Regions from separate parts of the Bicyclus anynana genome. Here region 2 is linked to region 1. A link is a contact called in public Hi-C data. All regions are on one chromosome and are shown on one strand. Each heading gives the region's core, a stretch centred on a gene start, on an enhancer-like site or on the middle of the called end of the contact. The rest is flanking DNA. Distances are from core to core; before and after follow the strand shown.

Region 1 (4,991 bases), core at 1,492-3,991:
AAATGGCTACTCAACATTGTCATATGTTATGATAGATTGATCTATTTATAACCAACGATTACGGTGGGTCTTCATTCAATTTAATATTTTATGTATTACTAGCTGACTCCGCGCGGTTTCACCCGCGTGGTTCCCGTTCCGTAAGAATACAGGGATAACATATAGCCTATAACCTTCCTCGATAAATAGCCTATCTAACACTGAAAGAATTTTTCAAATCGGACCTTTAGTTGTAGTTCCTGATTTTAGCGCGTTCAATCAAACAAACAAACTCTTCAGCTTTATAATATTAGTATAGATATGTATAAAGATATTGTAGGTACATAAAATAAATTGTGAAATTCAGTCTTTCACAAATCCCGCAGGAAAAGAAAAATCTATCTGTAGGATAAAAGAAGAAAAGAAAGAAAGAAAATAAATTAATTCAGATTTAAAAGTTACAAACAGTATCCCACCCTAAAGACAGCATGTCTGTCTGTAACCCTTAAAAAGAAAGGGTGTACAGCTCAGCATATGCCGTGTACTATATACAAGCATATAATACACGACGCTGATTTTCAGCTGAGACCCGTTACTTCTTCTAGTGAAAGTCTCATTAAAATCGGTTCAGCCAGTCCAGAGATTAGTCTGGACGTACAGATAGACAAGATAAAAATACATCTATACTAATATTATAAAGCTAGATAAGTTCCTTATTTCTATACTTATATAATATATAAATTCAATAAAATACAAAGTCCGCCGAAAATCAAACCTTCTTAGTAACTATTGGTTCAACATCCCTATTTATATCTAAAAACACAGAAACCGTTAGTAACTTTGTGACCTATTTACACCGGAAGTCGGTGCAGAGTTTGCGGTGGACAAAAACGTGTTTCCGTTCACTAGCAGATGTTTTGTGTTGCACTGGTGTAAAAAATATTACTTTCTCCACAGGTGCAGAAAATATTAGGATTTATGTTTATATTACCGTTAAGTTAATATAATCTTCCTGTCTCTTTGGTCCAGTACGTATATGATTGCGCTCTATGAAATTCTTACAAGACCCAGTTCCTGGATTCGATCCCTGGCTGGGCCGATTAGGTTTACTTAATTGGTCCAGGTCTGGCTGGTGGGAGGCTTCGGCTGTGGCTAGTTACCAACCTACCGGCAAAGACGACTGTGGTGTTTTCATCCTACTCCTAAGTCCTAACGAGTTTGCCCGATTCCACCATAGATGGCATCATAACGTACCATCAGGTGTGATTGTAGTCAAAGGCTAGCTTGTAAAGAATAAAAAAGGGGAGGGGATATGGAGCTTTGACCCACCACGCTTTACGTGCTCTCCTGCATGAAAGTAAAACGTCACTAGCTTGTCAACTCCAGGCTTCACCTAAAAATATGCGGGAAAACTCAATAAAGCTTATCCCAACCTGCAGGCTAATTCGTCGTCATCAACCCATATTCGGCTCACTGCTGAGCTCGAGTCTCCTCTCAGAATGAGAAGGGTTAGTCCAGTAGTCCACCACGCTGGCACAATGCGTATTGGCAGACTTCACACACGCAGAGAATTAAGATAATTCACTGGTATGCAGGTTTCCTCACGATGTTTTCCTTCACCGATTGACACACGTGATATTTAATTTCTTAAAATGCACACAACTGAAAAGTTGGAGGTGCATGCCCCGGACCGGATTCGAACCCACACCCTGCGGAATCGAAGGCAGAGGTCATATTCACTGGGCTATCACGGCTAATTCACTAAAGTGTTTTTCAGATAGCATGGGCACGGTGACAGTTGCCTTATGACATTCATAATATGTACTATTATCGTGAATCGCGGCAAGCTTTTAAGAGTGAAACGAACTGTCACCCTATCTGAAAAACACTATAACTTTGACGTACTCGTATGTTGACATTTACGAAATTGATATTCTATGTAACAAATGTCTTCCGGTGCCTCCTGACAATTTTTCGTGAATATTAAGTGTGTAGATAACATTTCTCAGTTTATTTGATCTTTATTTTAATATGTTGTTAAATTAATAACACTGGAACTTAAACCCAAGACTGCACTATCCGAAGTCTATGCGGTTAACCATTGTCACCAACCAACAAGACAACATTAACCTGTTATCTAATACAATATATTTTACGATTGCATCAATCTCATACAGACTTTCCTTAGTCCTAATAACCGATGCCATGGGTAAATTTAATTTTTTTAAATTAAAAATAAAATTAATCAAACCGAAATTCATTTATTTCAGGTAGATTGCAAGCACTTTCGAAACGTCAAGTTTGACGATTTGCAAAGACTCTACCGGTAGCGGTTCGAAAGGCAAGCTTGGCGGGTATAAAATAATAATAAACGAAAGTTTAAAGTATAGAAAACAATATTTTACCGCTTAATAGCATTCAATTAACATTTTTATAACAAGACAAACCTTCAAACTCATCAATAATGGTGTAGTTTTTCTTCATTTAGACAAATATATATGGAAAAGAGCCCATTTCTAAATATATCGCGAATAACTTCAAAATCGCATCCAAAGCAGCGAATTCTTTAAATAGTCGACATTTGAACACCTACACATACGCTCTTGAATATGTTTACCGAAATACAAGTAAACAAGAATAAAGCTGAACGCGCCAAACACAATTTTCCGTAACAAAACTCGAGCGCACCGGAAAGTCGCATTTATTTCCCGCCATCCGGCTCCTCGACCAACCGAAATTTGGCGCCTAAAATCCTCGAGCCAATGAATACAATGGCCGCCCTTTTCAACCAATCAGCGCGAAGCCCGCGCTCTCGCCATCGCGTCTTTGTCATATCTCGAAAATTAGTACGCCAGTGCAGTGAACCCCGACGTTAAATTGAAGATTTTCCGTGAAATAACGTTGTAAAACTTATCAGGTGAGCTTAATTTTATTGTTTATTCCAAATAATAACAATAATTTTATCTTTTTATAAATCGAACACATGATGTCGTCTACGTATTAAATAATAGTTTCGCAATTTTACTACAATCAACTAAATCCGAAATGGCGCTGTGTTTTAACAAAAATATTTCACAGTTTTGAACAAATTAAATGTATAAATGCCATATTTTGAATCATTTATTTGATAATAGTTCTGTTTTAATAAATCTGGTTTTAATACTATTGTAATATTCTAGTCCCCGTTCAGCAAAATGGCGGCGACGTTGTGTGCTATTAATATATGCTCTGTCCTCTTTTATGCAACACGAACAAGTGCAAGTGTGACAGGGACAGCGATATTTCTGATAAGAAGGTTTATAGTATGCTGCACACGTAACTAGACACGTCTTCGTTCTTCGTAAACAAGCTCTGTATTGGTGTTGCCATAATGACAAGTAATTAAACATTCCTCTAATTTAGGGTAACTTATAATTGTTGATATAATTTAATTCGTCCATTTTACTATCGTATATTTTATATGAGATTTATCGTAGACAAAAGTGGATTTAGTAATATGTTAGTTATAATTACCAGATATTGCTTATACTTCACTTTTTTTGTAGTAAGACGTTTTATTTTTTATTTATGTGTTTTATTTTTAGTGTATTTCTATGACTTATTTTTTTATTACATTAGATTTATTTTTAATTGAACATTACATTATTTCTTAGTTATTATCGAAAATAGTTGCACAAATTATTAGTGGTAGTGATTTGACAGATCATGGCTAATACTGTTTAAAATGATTGTTAATTACATCCTACTAATATTATAAACGCGAAAGTTTGTATGGATGTTTGTTTGATTGGATATTTGTTACTCTTTTACGCCGCAACTACTGAACTGATTAGGTTGAAATTTGGAATGGAAATAGATTTACTATTCTGGATTATGGATTTCTCTGGATTAACACATAGGCTACTTTCATCTCGGAAAAATTCACGGCACCCGAGGGATTTCTGAAAAACTAAATTCCACACAGATGAAGTCGCGGGTGACCGCTAGTAAACTTATAAATGAATAAAATTGTATGTATATATTAGTCGATTTGAGTCAACTTTATATGGCAACATTACATTACAACATTGTAATACGTAGGTAAACGTAATGATTCACTTTCAAGTTTCATGATGTTTGATTAATAGGTATTCTTTGCATGATCGAAAGTTTGCTTCATTTTATTATTATTTCCTAAAAAAAAAATTTTATTAAATTGGTTTATTTTCTTAAAGGTAGATAGGTTTTATAGGGAATAATTTTAAAACTAGGTAGTTACTATCGTAAATTATTTGGTTATTTTAGTTTTTTTCGTAAAATATAGTTTTGTTACCTACTTAGGTATATAGTTATATAGTTTACTAATATTTTCTTATAAGAATTATTCGTAGTTTCCAAAAGAAAATCACTTTTTTTACTTTAAAGAGATAATTTTATAGCATCGGTATGTACTTTAAATGCCTTTATCATATTATTTTTTTTATACAAATGAAGAAAAGAAATTCGTTGATAAATGGTTGATGCAATTATTCGTCTTATTTGAGGAAAATATTCGATAGTAGCGCCACACTGTGGCAACAAGCACAACACGCGTGAAGCGACGCGGTCGGATCGGCGGCGGCGCAGCGAAGGTGAACGCGACGCGTTCGGCGTTCTTTCTTTAGTCGGCCGATCGCTTTGTGCTAGGACGGACGTATCACGTCACTTACGCGTCACTGTCGTATTCGTGTTGTTTACATTCTTATTGGTTCGTAATGAGACAAACATTGGTTTGTGCGTGTTAAAAACTCGAGTTATTGTTGCATAGGTTCCGCGGATGCGGTCAAGGAGTGCTTAAGCGTTTTGGAACTATTGAAACGAAGATGTCTACATTAAGTATGAGGGCGCCTGGCATCCAGACGACGGTGCTGGACACGAGGTCTTTACATGTTAGAGGAGTCACAACAATCGAGGGCGTGAGGAGAAACTTGTTCGGGTGCACAGACAGGGAGGAAAACAGGAGATTTGTTGAGCGAGAGTTGGCGAGGCAACTA
Region 2 (5,087 bases), core at 160-2,659, 51 kb after region 1:
GACTATTTATTTGACGGCTTATAAATCAAATTAGGCATAGACAATGTAGATTCACAAATTCAAAACTTAAGCACATAAAACGAAATAATTTGACCGTAAGACAATCATAAAGCCAAGGCCGCCACACTTTGTTACTAAAATAAATTTCCTCCTCTAAATCAGTGTCTATATTCCCAAAATTCCCCCCATCTGAATCAGTTTGTCTAAATTTACATAAACCCCCCCTCTGAATCAGTTTATCTAAATTCACATAAATCCCCCCTCTGAATCAGTTCGTCTAAATTCACATAAATCCCCCCTCTGAATCAGTTTGTCTAAATTCACAATACATAATACGACACACGCGACGCTGTGTGTGCTCGCACAGATATTTAGGTCGCTCAAAATAACCACACCGTTTCGACAACTCTTATTAAAGCGCTCGCAGATACCGAAGCGTTAACGCGACCAGTTAGCAGTGTTAAACTAGATAGTATTTCATTTTACTGATCACAAACGCTACTTGATAATATCAAATCACTTTGAACGATTTTGTATGTGTCATTGTTTTGTTTATGTTTTGAGGTTACAAAGCCACGTTTTGGATAATCCACTTTGGATAATCCACCGATAGAAGAGTTTCTACATCATAAATCTTAATGTTTCAAAAGTGCTTGTTAACTAACTTGAAATAAGACTGAACTTAATGCAGAATTGAATAGATGCAGTCAGTTCTTTATTAATATTGACTACATTATTGATTTTGCTATTATTATCCGCGAAAACTGACGAATACAATCCGCAAGTTAACGTTGTAGAGTCAACATCTGAGGATGCTCTGGTTTCAGGGTGAAATATACGTAGAGGACTTTCTGTAGGATCTAGGTGACGCTGATTCCTCGATTTTTTGTGGATAGTAACAAAATAAATCAGTCATTTCTACACGAAACGAAAGTATTACAAACTTTACATAATTATTATCAATGTTAACGTAGAAAATGCGTCAAGGCCAAATTTCACATAGGTACATGTTTTTATTTACGCGATAAAGACTTAAACAATGATCATCAACATGCCTTATTGTTAATTTTAAGACGCTGAAAATATCCCTCGATTTAGTATGTTTTGTGACGCTGCCAAACATCACTTTCAGTGAAATTCCATCTTGCAAATTCCAAAAATTGCCTTTTACGAACAAAATAGGTACATGCAGCATGGTGATCTATTTTTAGTATTCCAGTCAGTCAAAACATCAAGTAGTTAGGTACATGGAAGGAATTCCACTCGATATCTTAATATTTGAAATGTCGTACGTCGTCAGTATATCGTTTGGCGGTGATAAAAGATTGATAGTGTCATACGATAAATATGTAGAGTTTGTATAGACGCGTCGCGACCACGCGCACGATCGCCAAGGCCATTTTGTTTACACACACCCGCATATTTACGAGCTAAAGTGGTATTAACCGACCGCATAGTGTACAAATCCTGCCGCTATACGCTCCCGCGTCGCGAAAACGCCATCTTAAATCATCCGTGTAATATCAATAAGAAAATGGCGCGAACCGCTCCATTGAACATTTGGCGGGAAACGGTTGCGTAACGCTGTGAAAGTATTTTCACTATGTTTTATCAACGTGTTTAATGTGTTGTTTATCATGAAATCTTACATGTAAGCGATTCACGATTTTGTATGTGTCATTGTTTTGTTTATGTTTTGAGGTTATAATTTACAAAGCCACGTTTTGGGTAATCCACCGATGGAGAGTTTCTACATGATCAATCTTAATGTTTCAGAAGTGCTTGTAAAGTAACTTGAAATAAACGAACTTTAAATTTGAACTTAGTTTAGGGCTTATGAAAATACCTAGAAACAAAACGAACGAAGTGAGTTTTATAATAGAGATACAAGTATCTACATAATATTCTTCATGCAATATTTTTTATTCCATAATTAAAGTTTTATCAAAAGAAAGTACGTAAATAAATACTTTAATGAATTCTTATTAATGGTCTAATTCTTCATCTTCATTTAGCAAATCATAATATTTTACAAACTACAATAAATTATATAATCAGTTAGGTATTACACAACGTATTCGTTTATATCTGTTTAATTAGTCATTAAGTGAACACGTGATTTACTGGCCAAAGTTTTGGCGGGAAATGAGCCCAAGCCGCGTGGTGACCAGTCGGCCTTGGGCCTGGTGACGTCATTGACATAGTTCCCGACTGCACAAACGGACTCGCGATAGTTTTTTACAGTGATTCCGACGAAAACACTCGCCACGCTCGTTATTATTAACTGGTCCCAAGCCTTGCCCATGACTAGGGCTGAGACATCTCCGAATGTCTTCGATATCGATACTGTGAAGAATCGATTGAAGTGAATCGTAATACTTCCATCGATTCTTCATAATATCGATATTTTTAGTGAATAGACAAAATTAATTAAAATAAAAGCCGAAATAAAAACTATATTTGTGCACGAATTATAGATTGTTAAAGGTTTATGATAGCTAAGAAGCTGAAGCAAAGTTAGTTAGTACCTACAGAGAAGATTTTGATTATATATAAGATCTACTAGAAACAAACCAATATTAATTTATAAGTAACATATCCTAATGTTATTAAGTAAATTAAGATCCAAACTTCCTGTGTAAATTTAATGAAATCTGTGAATGCTTCTTTTTTCAACATTTCTTTGTGAGTTTACTACTCCACCAGACCAGACCATATTATAAACGAAGAAAAGTTAGGCATACCTATTACATAATTATTTAGAGGACATTTCAGTTAATCTCCTCAATTTTATCTCGCCTATATTATATCAATCGATTGTATACTTGTACTTAATACTATCAAAAAGATTTTCAGATCGATTTTATGACTGAACTGACATAAAATCGATTTGAAAATCTTGTAACTGTAACAACACTAGGTGTAATATTCTCGCAATTGGCCGTTTCCTTATCGATCTTCTTTTAGTCAAGGACATTTAGTTTTTGACAAATATTATCATAATGAATATCGATACGTTCCACGTTAAAAATATCAAACGATTTTTTTTTATTATCTCACCTTAACCTTGACAACACTTGTACATAACTATTCAATGATAAAACCTCGTGTTTTAAACTTATTTACAACGATATTTTAGTTCTTAAAGTCTTACAAAGTATAATAAACATAAACTCTCTTATTTTCTAATTAAATTAAACCATTTTCTATTAAAATAATTACAATTTAACAACTTTTATGACTTATAAATATTTGCAATTCAACAAGTCATATTCATAAGTTAATATACTAAATTAACTTTTTGTATTTAAGTAATTTGCATGCTGATTTTAAAAATTTGATTGTTTTAAAAAGAATTCAAAGATAAGCTGTTTTCTTGCCGGCTATTCTCAGTAGCTATCCTGCCTTCTAAATTGGTGGTACAGTTTACAACCTAACGTTTCAAGAGTGTTATAAACTAAGATAAAGTGATATGTATGAGGTATTACTTTTATACAATATCGTAAAGTAATATGTAACGTACATCTAGACTTGTTTGTCGTCTCAACCACGTGGTACGCGAGACGAAAGCAAATCATCTGACCTTCAGGCATCGCGTGTTGCCATGCCATCCTAACTATAACGCCTATATACTTCGTGTTACGTTTTAGCTTCTGACTTCTCTGGCTTGACTTGTTTGAATACGATTATTATGCATCTGTAATTCGATGCTAAGTTTCGAATTGTTATCACGTTTCAATGCAGATGATTTTGCACCTGTGCACACTGAGGTTTTTAATACGTTTGTAATTCTTGCTTGATTAAAAATTCATTCATCATTAACCACCCATATTAATACAACAAGAATGGGAGGGGTTAGGCTAATAGTCCACCACGCTAGGTAGTAGAATCTTTACAAACGTGACGTGTCAAAAGTGCTTGTAAACTGAGCCTACTTGTAATAAATGAATTTTGAATTTTTTGAATTTTGCTAGCCCGATGCGCATTGGTAGTCTTCACACATGTAGAGGATTAACAGTGGAATTTATAAAAGTTGTAGGGGCACCCCCAGTGGATCATTCAGCCGCTGAATGTCGAAGTTAACCTGTATTTGTTTGAGAAATTGACACTCAGTGGGTGAATGATCCCCTGGGGGTATCCCTACAACGTGTATGAATTCCACTATATAAGAAAACTCGCAGGTATGCAGGTTTTCTCACGATGTTTTTATGAATGACAATACTGAATTTCATACATTACCTTATCTTACTTTCTTGCACAGATTAAAAGCGAAGAAAGTATTACAATTGACTTCTTGATATATTGCCTGTAATTGGCAGGCTAGGTTCATTGCCTTGAAAATTGTACGTACGCAAGACGTATTATCTAATCGCTACGCTCGTGAACTTTGAAGTTTACACACCAGTGCGTCGACTACGTTGCGCTCAAAACAATCCCACAATAGTAACTCACAGCCTGCGCCCATTATGATACAGATTAAACAGTAGTAAAACGCTCGTAAAACTTTTATAGTTATTAAGGTTATACTTTTTTCCGCCGTCTCTTTCAAAAAATTCAAAATGGTCCCCAAAGGGCGTCACCGCTTTGTACGATTTATTTTGGAAAAGAAAAAGATTCCGGTGCGTTAAGTGCGCTAGAGGGACCTTTTACGGTGTTATCCCCGCGGATAGAGTCGTAAAAACGTCAACTGCGCCGGTTCGAACCATCCGGGTCTTAACGAACCTAAAGTTTTTGGATCGTAAAATTTGGTCGAAATCACTCGGGTGCAGCCCCGCCTTCGATATAGGTTTTATGACCTCTCATTCTATAGCACTGTCACCCTTCATGTTGGAACAAAAAACGCGTTTATGTTCTTTAAATAGAAATGTATTTGAATTTTGAATCTATACTAATTTACGCAGCTATGAGATTGTCTATATAACATTTGGATAGGCAAGGAATTTAAATGCATTATTAAACATACAATGTTATTGTATGTCTCGACTACATATTAGCTAGCAACTAGTCTAATTACGCTAGAGTATACAGCAAAGGGGTTTTCTTATAAGAAACAACCAAAGCACTTTACTACCAGACCAGCTCTACCC

Evidence for each region. A called contact is a pair of places that touch in the nucleus more often than the background predicts.
Region 2: a Hi-C map of whole larva shows a contact between it and region 1, with 5 times the contacts expected there. The contact joins the enhancer-like site here to the promoter of LOC112051090 in region 1. A contact is called at or near these places in 2 of 2 Hi-C or Micro-C datasets (whole body and whole larva).

The regions. Positions count from the first base shown.
Region 1 is chr23:8,570,709-8,575,699 of ilBicAnyn1.1, forward strand. It overlaps LOC112051090 (cyclin-dependent kinase inhibitor 1), which reads left to right and starts at 2,742. Exons shown (of 3, transcript XM_024089570.2): 1 at 2,742-2,896; 2 at 4,766-4,991. The coding sequence starts at 4,821.
Region 2 is chr23:8,623,437-8,628,523 of ilBicAnyn1.1, forward strand. All of the region lies in intron 2 of LOC112051090 (cyclin-dependent kinase inhibitor 1), which reads left to right. Among protein-coding and RNA genes, the nearest start is that of LOC112051090, 53 kb to the left of the region's middle. Within about 2 kb of position 1,410, at least 8 of the 8 cell types and tissues checked have open chromatin away from gene starts, as enhancers often do.